Regions from separate parts of the Macaca mulatta genome. Here region 2 is linked to region 1. Evidence: chromatin contacts called from public Hi-C data. All regions are on one chromosome and are shown on one strand. Each heading gives the region's core, a stretch centred on a gene start, on an enhancer-like site or on the middle of the called end of the contact. The rest is flanking DNA. Distances are from core to core; before and after follow the strand shown. Region 1 holds the start of RPP25L (ribonuclease P/MRP subunit p25 like). Region 2 holds the start of ENHO (energy homeostasis associated).

Region 1 (4,343 bases), core at 933-3,432:
CTGCTGTTAGGGCACCCATCCTGGAGCCTGCAAGTGCTCCCATAGCCATTTGCTCCTTTGGCTTTGGGGTTAAGCATCATCTTTTTTTAGGCTCCATGGGGAGTGGGAGTCCCTGATAAGGCAGGAAGTTTAGTGGAAGATGTGGGCTTTGCCAGGCTCCTTTCTGTGCTACACTTTGGCCCTACAGGACCAGTGTGTGGAGATCACTGAGGAGTCCAAGGCTCTCCTGGAGGAATACAACAAGACTGTATCCTTTCTGCTCAACTAGGACCCTAATGGGTGCTGTCCCTAAGCCCTGTCCTTTTGTTCCACCTCTAGCGTTCTCTCATTCTATCCCACCCACCTATGTTTGCCTGTTCCCCACTTTCCATGCACTTCCTCACTCAGACTCCTATTCTCACCTTGACCTACAACCAGACAATGCTTCTATCCAAGCAATTTGTGCAGTGGGATGAGCTACTTTGCCAGCTAGAGGCCGCCAAGCAAGTGAAGCCAGCAGAGGAATGACAGCTGCTCCCCATCCCAAGGTGGGCCTGGGCAGTCAGGCTCCAGGGCCCTATGCCAACCTGTCTTTGTTACAAGGCAGAGGAAGCTTTGTATTTATTGGATTCAAGGCCCACCTCTCTACTCAGGTGGAGCTCTAAAGTTGGAGGTCAGGTGACCTGAGGTTTGTAGTTTGCAACACCCACCCTCCCCCCCATCAGTGTTCTTATTCCAGTGACAATAAACCATAGAGATGACTGGAGGAGTGTGCTAGCTTCTTGGTCTAGGATGGGGGTGGTGGGGGGCAGAAGTGGCAGCCTGCCTAATCGTTGGACTGGGAACTAAACTCATCCTGGTTTGGCTTTCTGACAGGTGTAGAGCTCTGAAGATGAAGGCTCTCATTTGATTGTGTGAATAGGATATTCGTTTATCCCATATTTACCAAGAAGAGACCCCCAAATATCAGATGATGGGAGTAGATAGGGCTCACCTAATCCCTGCCCTGCACAGGCTAGCAGGATAGACAGTACAGGAAAAGGGCGGTCCTATCAGGTGGACACAGAAGAAAAAAGGGACTGAAGGGACCTGGTGAGTGATATCCAGGGACTTTCAGAGCCAAGGGAGCAGCATGTGCAAAGGCCTTTAAATTTCTCTCTTGGGAGGCTACCTGCTACCACTAGCCGAGAAGGGCAGCCTAAGAAGTTTGGATGCAGGAAGTTTTGGTCCTGGGGAGGAGAATTGGGGAAGTAGGGGCGCTGCGGCAAGCATGTTGAGAAACAGATTGGCACCGTACTCCACCAAATGTTTGCTGCCCCCTTGTGGTCTCAGGGAGTGCTCTTGCTCCAGACCCTTTTTCCAACGGCCCGCTGGCCGCCCAGCCTGTGCGACCTCTCCGGCACCTCAAATTCAGCGTGTCCAAACCGCTCTGAAATCTGGGAGTCATCCTAGCTCGGAATTTCCTACTTCTCTGTCCAAACAGTGGCCAGCTCGTCACTGAACCTACCTACTAGTATCTCCCAACTTAATCTTTTTTCCATTCCCACTACGATTTCTCTGGTTCATTAATGTAACAAATCATTTAACAAATATTTGAGCGCCGGTCATACGCCAGGCACCATACTAGGCTCCGTGGGCACCCCCGCCCCCTCAGCCCCCAGACTCCGTGGCAGGTGTCGTCAGGGGCTGCGGCCCGATTTCCCCATCACTCCCTCCTGGGCTCCCTTCACAAGATCTGGTTCGACTGGCCCCTGGAGAACCCCCGTGGTCTGCCAGCGCCCACAGGATGAGGTCGAAGTTCAGAAGTCGGTAACTAAGGCTCTTGCCCGTGCAACAGCAGCCACTCCAAACTGACGCCTTTGTTCGCACCCACGGTGAAACCCACTGCTCCCGCTTTGCTCAACAGCTAACACCAGTCCTCCCATCTTCTAAAGTCCAGATCCCCCTCCTTAAGATGCAGGAGTTCCCTGACGGCCGCTCCTTTCTACGGCAGGGAACTACCCTGCCTCCTTCCGGGCGTAACAGCGGAGGCTGCGCTCGTTTTCCCACATCCACTGGGACTGGTCCGGGGCGCCCTGGCCGGCGGGTTTCCGGGGCGGAGATGCCTACGGTCCAGTCCCTCATGCCCCGCCCCTCATGCCCCGCCCCCTCGGGGCGTGCGCGGCCCCGCGGCCTTAGCGCACTCCGGGCCCGTGCGCCATCTTGGCTCCGGATCGTGCGTGAGGCGGATTCGGTGAGAGCCGGAACCGGGCGGGCAGAGGGATACTCGGAGGGTGGGAGGACGCCTGCTGCTTGGCTGCAGCGGCCGGCAGGACCCTGGAAGCGACCGTGGCTATGGAAACGGCCAAGGCTGTCTTGGAATAGCCTGAGCAGCCCTCCGAGTCGAGCCTCTGCCCCCGTTTCTGAGTGACCTGGGTTGATATGGATCGACCCTGGTAATCTCTGGGAGAGGGGCTCAGTTCTGTTTGGGGGCAGCACTGGGTAAGAGTTCTTGGCTGTTTCCCGGGGGTCCTGGGGCTAAGGGCCTTGTCCCTGTCCTTGGGAGGAGCGCTCTCTATTGGTATTAATCTGGGGTGAGGGTTCCAGGCCCTGTTCCAAGGAGTCCAGGATAAGGGGGGCTAGGCCCCAGTCCGGGAGAGTTTGGGATGAGGGGGCCTGGCACTATCCCAAAGAGCTCAGTGTTTGGGGAGTTTGGTCGTGTCTCTGGGACTCCAGGATTGGAGGTGGGGGTGTTATGGCCCTTGTAGAGGAACGGAGTGTATGGGGTACAGCCCTTTCCCGGACGGCGGCAGGCATGGCCCTTGTCACAAGATGCTAAGGACGAGGGGACATGATCCTGTTTCTGGGAAGTCTGGAACGGGGAGCAGGGCCATATCCTGAATGGAGATAGGGGATGGTGGACAGTGACTTGGGGCATATTGCTTAGCACTCATCTGATGCTTCCCTGCAGTGGGCAGCGAGAGTCACATTCAAGACAGCAAGCAGGATGGAGCACTACCGGAAAGCTGGCTCTGTAGAGCTCCCAGCGCCTTCCCCAATGCCCCAGCTACCTCCTGATACCCTTGAGATGCGGGTCCGAGATGGCAGCAAAATTCGCAACCTTCTGGGACTGGCTCTGGGTCGGTTGGAGGGCGGCAGTGCACGGCATGTGGTGTTCTCAGGTTCTGGCAGGGCTGCAGGAAAGGCTGTCAGCTGCGCTGAGATTGTCAAGCGGAGGGTCCCAGGCCTGCACCAGCTCACGAAGCTACGTTTCCTGCAGACTGAGGACAGCTGGGTCCCAGCCTCACCTGACACAGGGCTAGACCCCCTCACAGTGCGCCGCCATGTGCCTGCAGTGTGGGTACTGCTCAGCCGGGACCCCCTGGACCCCAATGAGTGTGGCTACCAACCCCCAGGGGCACCCCCTGGCCTGGGTTCCATGCCCAGCTCCAGCTGTGGCCCTCGTTCCCGAAGAAGGGCTCGAGACACCCGATCGTGAAGACCTGCTGAGCCAGCCTGTTCTCCAGGCCTGAATGTCTGGGATGCTTGTGCCTTTTCTGAGAAGCCCTGTGACTGTGCAAATCCCCATCAAGGTTTGAGTCCACAGAAGTGGACTTCCCTGTCATGCTTTCCCTTCCCTCTAGCATGTGGGAAGGGACTGCTGTGAAGAGTGACAGGTGTGGGGCCTCTGCCAAGTTTCGCGTTGCTCAATAAGGGCTTACTCTGCCTTCTACCTACAATGCATCTGAACTGCCTTCTGAAAGAGGTCCAGGGAGGGATTTAGGAAATAAAGTTTCTACCTATTTGATGAGCCTCTACTCAGCCTGCTATGTGGAGTGGGATTAGAGAAATGGGAGTCCCTAGCCTTACCCCCTGGGAGCTGATCCGGTGAAGACAGAGGAAGAGTAGGCTCAGGATGTTCCTGGGAGAATCTAGTGTGGACAAGAAGCCTCAGTCAGTACTAAATATATCTAATTCCCTGGGTAGTTATTTAATCCTGCTTTGGCCTGGTTTAGGAACACTGCCAGGTCAGACATTTCTCTCCATCTGCAACTTACAGTATAGTATAGTGGTTGTGAGCATGGACTCTGGTACCAGTCTGCCTGCGTTTCAATTCTGGTCTGCCACTTACTAGCAAGTTACTGCTCTGTGTCTTAGTGGTCTTATCCATAAAACAGGAATACAATAGTGCTTATCACATAGGGTTGTTATGAGATTAAATAAGGAAATATACATATATGACATTTAGATATCACCTTGGCACATAGTGCTATTGTTAATTGCTATTATCGTTATTAATGATTTACCTATCCCAAATGCAACAACTGTTTCACACCTCCTTCCCTCCAGCTTCCTTGTCCCAGTCTCAGCTATGGAGCTGGATT
Region 2 (4,343 bases), core at 554-3,053, 82 kb after region 1:
CCCCACTGTTTTCAGGATAAAATCTGAACTCCTGCAGCTGGGTCACAAAATTCGCTCACATTACACTCAGATGTGCAATGATTTAAGTCTCCTCTGTTTCCTATAACTAGTCTGATCTTTCTCACAATGCCCTCACCCTGCTGGGTAATGGGCAGTGGTGGGGAGCTAAAAGTAATCCACCCTGGTAAACTCTATAGGATCCAATAATTTATTTTAGACAGTCTCTAAGTACTTCGGTAGCTTTGGATGACTCAGTCTTCCCTTCTTTTCAAGATAGCATTCTGGATTTATAGGGGTCTTATGTGAATTTCATGGCACTGGATTGGGGGAAGGGGCCTCTTAGTCACATGGTCCTGGGGGTTGTATCAGCTGGCATTTGCTGAGATGTGGTCGATCTGGCATAAGTTAATGAATAACAACCCTGAGAGGTAGCTAGTATTACAACCATTTTACAGATGAGGAAGCTGAGGCTAAGAGAGATTAACTTGCTCAAGATCACAAAGTTAGTAAGTGAACCAGGAATCAATACCGTTCCCATTACTGTAGGCACTTAGGTAAATGAGTCTAGGATTCCAGAGAGAAGTTAAGGCTAGACTTGGGAGCACTGGGAGACTTCATGATATAGCTTCAGGGATGTGATCCTCCAAGGAGAGCATGTAAAGCGGGATGAGAAGAAGGCCGGGATCAGAATAGATGACAATCACTGGCCTGTGAAGGTCGGGGAGGACAAGGTCTACCTCACTGCTCCTGTCCAAGCTATCTTCTTCTTAGGGGAACTTTTAGGATGGCGAGGCAGCACTTCCACCATGCCTGCACCTATTCCAGCCAGGGCGTAACCATCGCTCAGGACACTCCATTTCTGTCCCAGGCTCCCCAACAGCCTGGCAGCAAGCCTGCGACCAACACTGGGTAGGAACCCAGTAAATGTGTCCAAAGAACCTGTGTTGCCAGAGATTTTCACACTTCTTAGGGCCAGGGAACCTGGGGCCCTCTAAAGTAGGAATGCAGAGTCCACACCCAGGTGGCAGAGGGAAGTGCGAGACTGCACTATAGGCGGTTCCCTAGGTGAGGAGGTTCAGTCTCCTGCCAGGTGTAGGGACGCGGGGCCTTCCTCCGATGACGGGCTTAGAGACCTCTCCCAGATACAGAGAGATGGTTTCCTCAGATGTGGAAATGCAGAGGCCTTGGCCTTTCTCGGATGTGGGGTGTACAACCCTTCTAGGTGTAGAAGGTGCAAGAAATCCCTACAAGAGGTTAGGCCTCGCCCCCTCCCCACCCCATCCCCTCTCCCGGGAAAGATCCAGGGCCAGCTACTCCTTCGGCCCTCCTCCCGCCCGGCGCCAGCCCGAGAGGCGGGCTGGTCTCCACCCCAGCGCACCACCAATGGTGCGGGAACCGGGGCTCGGCCCGCCAATTGAGTGGCGGCAGCGGCGCGGGGATGGCTCCGCCCCCCGGCCGCAGGCCGCCGGCCTTCAAAGAGGCGGGGCTCTTCGCTGTTTTTGCTGGCGGCCGAGCCCAGCCGAACGTAGCCGAGCTCAGCCGAGCCCAGCCGAACGCAGCCGAGCTCAGCCGAACCCCGCGCAGCTCCCGCCGCCGCCGCCCGAGCGCTGCCGAGCGAGGGAGCAGCCGCGGCCGCGGAGGAGGTGCGGCCCCAAGGGGAGGAGGTGCCTGCTCGCCGCAGACCGCCCGCGGCAGAGGCCGCCCCGGTCGCGCCGCGGCGGGAGCGGCCGGCGGAGGCTGCGCGGCCGAGGGGGAGGGCCGGGGGAGCGGTCGTCGCCTTTGCTGGTCTCCCACCTCCCGCCGCCCCCCGCCCGCAGGCTCCCGAGCCTTAGTCGGCGCCGAGCATCCCGCTGCCCCGGACCCTCCCGCGGGCGCGCACCAGGCTCAACTCAGGTAAGAAGGGCCTCCTGCCACAGGCACGGGGGCCAAGAACATGCGACCCGAAGATGGAGATAAAGAGACAGAGACACACTGCCGCGGAGAGAGACGAACACAAAGACAGAGACACGGAAACCACCAAAAAGACCCCACGGAGAAGGGGAGAGGGATACGTCCATGGGAACACTGGGGGATACAGCCTGGAAGAGAGAGACGGAGAGACACAGAGACTGATGTAGAGATACACAGAGACACACTGGTAGAGAAACGAGACAGAGGAGACACACTCAGAGATGGGGACACACGGAGAGGCAGCCACACACACACAGAGGTGGGTGTGCAGAGGCACAGGCACACATCCAACGGAGGGACAGTGAGACATCAGACACACACACCTGACCCAGAGAGAGCCCCACATAGAGGCACAGAGCCTGCACATGCCTGCCAGGGCCTCCACAAAGTTCCCTCTGTGCAAGCTGGCGCCTCTGGAGGTCTCCTGGTCGGGCTGGCTGGAGTCCTGGGAGAGAGGAGGCGCCCAGGCCACACCAGAGCTGCTTACAACCCCCATCCTCTTGGGCGGGGGGCTGCCTGGATCCCACCCACCAACAGAGGGCTTTTGAGGGCTGCAAGCTTGGTGGGTAGGGCCAGGGCATGCCCACCAGGTCTAAGGAGAATGAGATGACGGCTGCCTACTTCAGCTTCCCCACGCTGGCTACACACTCATTCAGGTGCCCAGAACCAGGCCTGCGGATGGGGGTGCTGGCTCTGTGGGGTATTTAAGCCTGTTGGGACCCAAGGTCTTTCACCAGGGAGGCCAGAAATGTGGGAGGGAGGCTGTCTTCCCTACCTCTCTCCTCCTAGGCCTCACTCCACTCTCCCTCCTCACTACCCTCTCCTTTACTCTGTACCCCCAACAGGCTCAGGACTGCAGGTAGACATCTCCACTGCCCAGCAATCACTGAACGTGCAGACAGCACAGCCTCCTCGGAAGGCCGGCCATACCAGACTCCTGCCTCGGCATGGGCCTCGCCATCGAGGCAGCTCCACTGTCTGTGCTGGTCTGAGGGTGCTGCCCGTCATGGGGGCAGCCATCTCCCAGGGGGCCCTCATCGCCATCGTCTGCAACGGTCTCGTAGGCTTCTTGCTGCTGCTGCTCTGGGTCATCCTCTGCTGGGCCTGCCATTCTCGCTCTGCTGACGTTGACTCTCTCTCTGAATCAAGTCCCAACTCCAGCCCTGGCCCCTGTCCTGAGAAGGCCCCACCACCCCAGAAGCCCAGCCATGAAGGCAGCTACCTGCTGCAGCCCTGAAGGCCCCTGGCCTATCCTGGAGCCCAGGACCTAAGTCCACCTCACCTAGAGCCTGGAATTAGGATCCCAGAGTTCAGCCAGCCTGGGGGCCAGAACTCAAGAGTCTGCCTGCTTGGAGCTGGACCCAGTGGCCTAGAGTCTAGCAAGCCTGGCTCCAATAGGAGCTCAGTGGCCCTAAGGAGATGGGCCTGGGGTGGAGGCTTATGAGTTGGTGCTAGAGCCAGGGCCATCTGGACTATGCTCCATTCCAAGGGCCAAGGGTCAGGGGCTGGGTCCACTCTTTCCCTAGGCTGGGCACCTCTAGGCCCTGTAGGTTGGGGAAGCAAACTGGAACCCATGGCAATAATAGGAGGGTGTCCAGGCTGGGCCCCTCCCCTGGTCCTCCCACTGTTTGCTGGATAATAAATGAAACTATGGCTCTACCCTGAGATTTTCTTCTCTTCCTGAGGGCCCCGTGGCAGCAAAATTAAAGCTGTGGGGTGGGTTTTTAGACAAGTTTATTTGTGCAAAGTTAGAGGGGTAATGGTGGCTGAAGACCAAGTCCTGGAGTAAGGTGCTGGGACCTTAAGGAGCAGAATAAGAAGGGAAGATGCTGGGACCTGATCAGGAGTGGGGTCACATGCTGGGTGCTCAGGCTGGACTGGGTACCAGGGTCAAGCCCTAGGAGTACTGGATTCAAGCGATGGGACAGAGGGTGAGGCTGGGCCCTCAGGTCTTGATTTTCACTTCCCTCACCAGGTTCAGCAGTTTGTCCAGTTTCGCAATCTCCACAGCTGGGCCCTTCTGTACCTCCTGCCCCTTCTTTTCCTGGGGAGAGGGAAAGTATGCATGGGGGAGGAATGGTGGGTCCCCCATCTCCGGATCCCAGCACCACCTCCTCTGCCCAGCCTGTCCAGCTGTGCCCTACCCCTCCCCTGCCCAATGAATTTTGGATCCCTGCCTCCCCTCTCCCTGACATGATCATTCCCCAACTCAGGTGACACAGGGGCTCAGCTGACAGCCTGCAAAAAGGAGTCCAGCTCTGGCTTGGACATGGGGTCTCGATGCTTGTGGGAGTGGGAAAAGGCATCCATTCCCTGAACCTCAGGGGAACGGCCTTCCAGGTCAGGGAGATCCAGCTCTGTGAAGGCGGGGGGCTGACTGCTGGCACCATCCT

Evidence for each region. Hi-C and Micro-C count contacts between places; a contact is called where the count stands out from the background.
Region 2: a contact with region 1 is called in a Hi-C map of blood, with 2.0 times the contacts expected there. The contact joins the promoter of ENHO here to the promoter of RPP25L in region 1. A contact is called at or near these places in 3 of 14 Hi-C or Micro-C datasets (blood, fetal cortex germinal zone and fetal cortical plate).

Annotation. Positions count from the first base shown.
Region 1 is chr15:65,084,449-65,088,791 of T2T-MMU8v2.0, forward strand. RPP25L (ribonuclease P/MRP subunit p25 like) reads left to right here and starts at 2,183. Exons shown (of 2, transcript NM_001261747.2): 1 at 2,183-2,212; 2 at 2,930-3,735. The coding sequence starts at 2,966. The coding sequence ends at 3,457. DCTN3 (dynactin subunit 3) reads left to right here. Exons shown (of 7, transcript NM_001265650.1): 6 at 188-247; 7 at 418-729. The coding sequence ends at 507.
Region 2 is chr15:65,166,411-65,170,753 of T2T-MMU8v2.0, forward strand. ENHO (energy homeostasis associated) reads left to right here and starts at 1,804. Exons shown (of 2, transcript NM_001261591.1): 1 at 1,804-1,893; 2 at 2,796-3,612. The coding sequence starts at 2,957. The coding sequence ends at 3,187. It overlaps DNAI1 (dynein axonemal intermediate chain 1), which reads right to left. Exons shown (of 19, transcript XM_077965878.1): 19 at 3,668-3,994. The coding sequence ends at 3,896.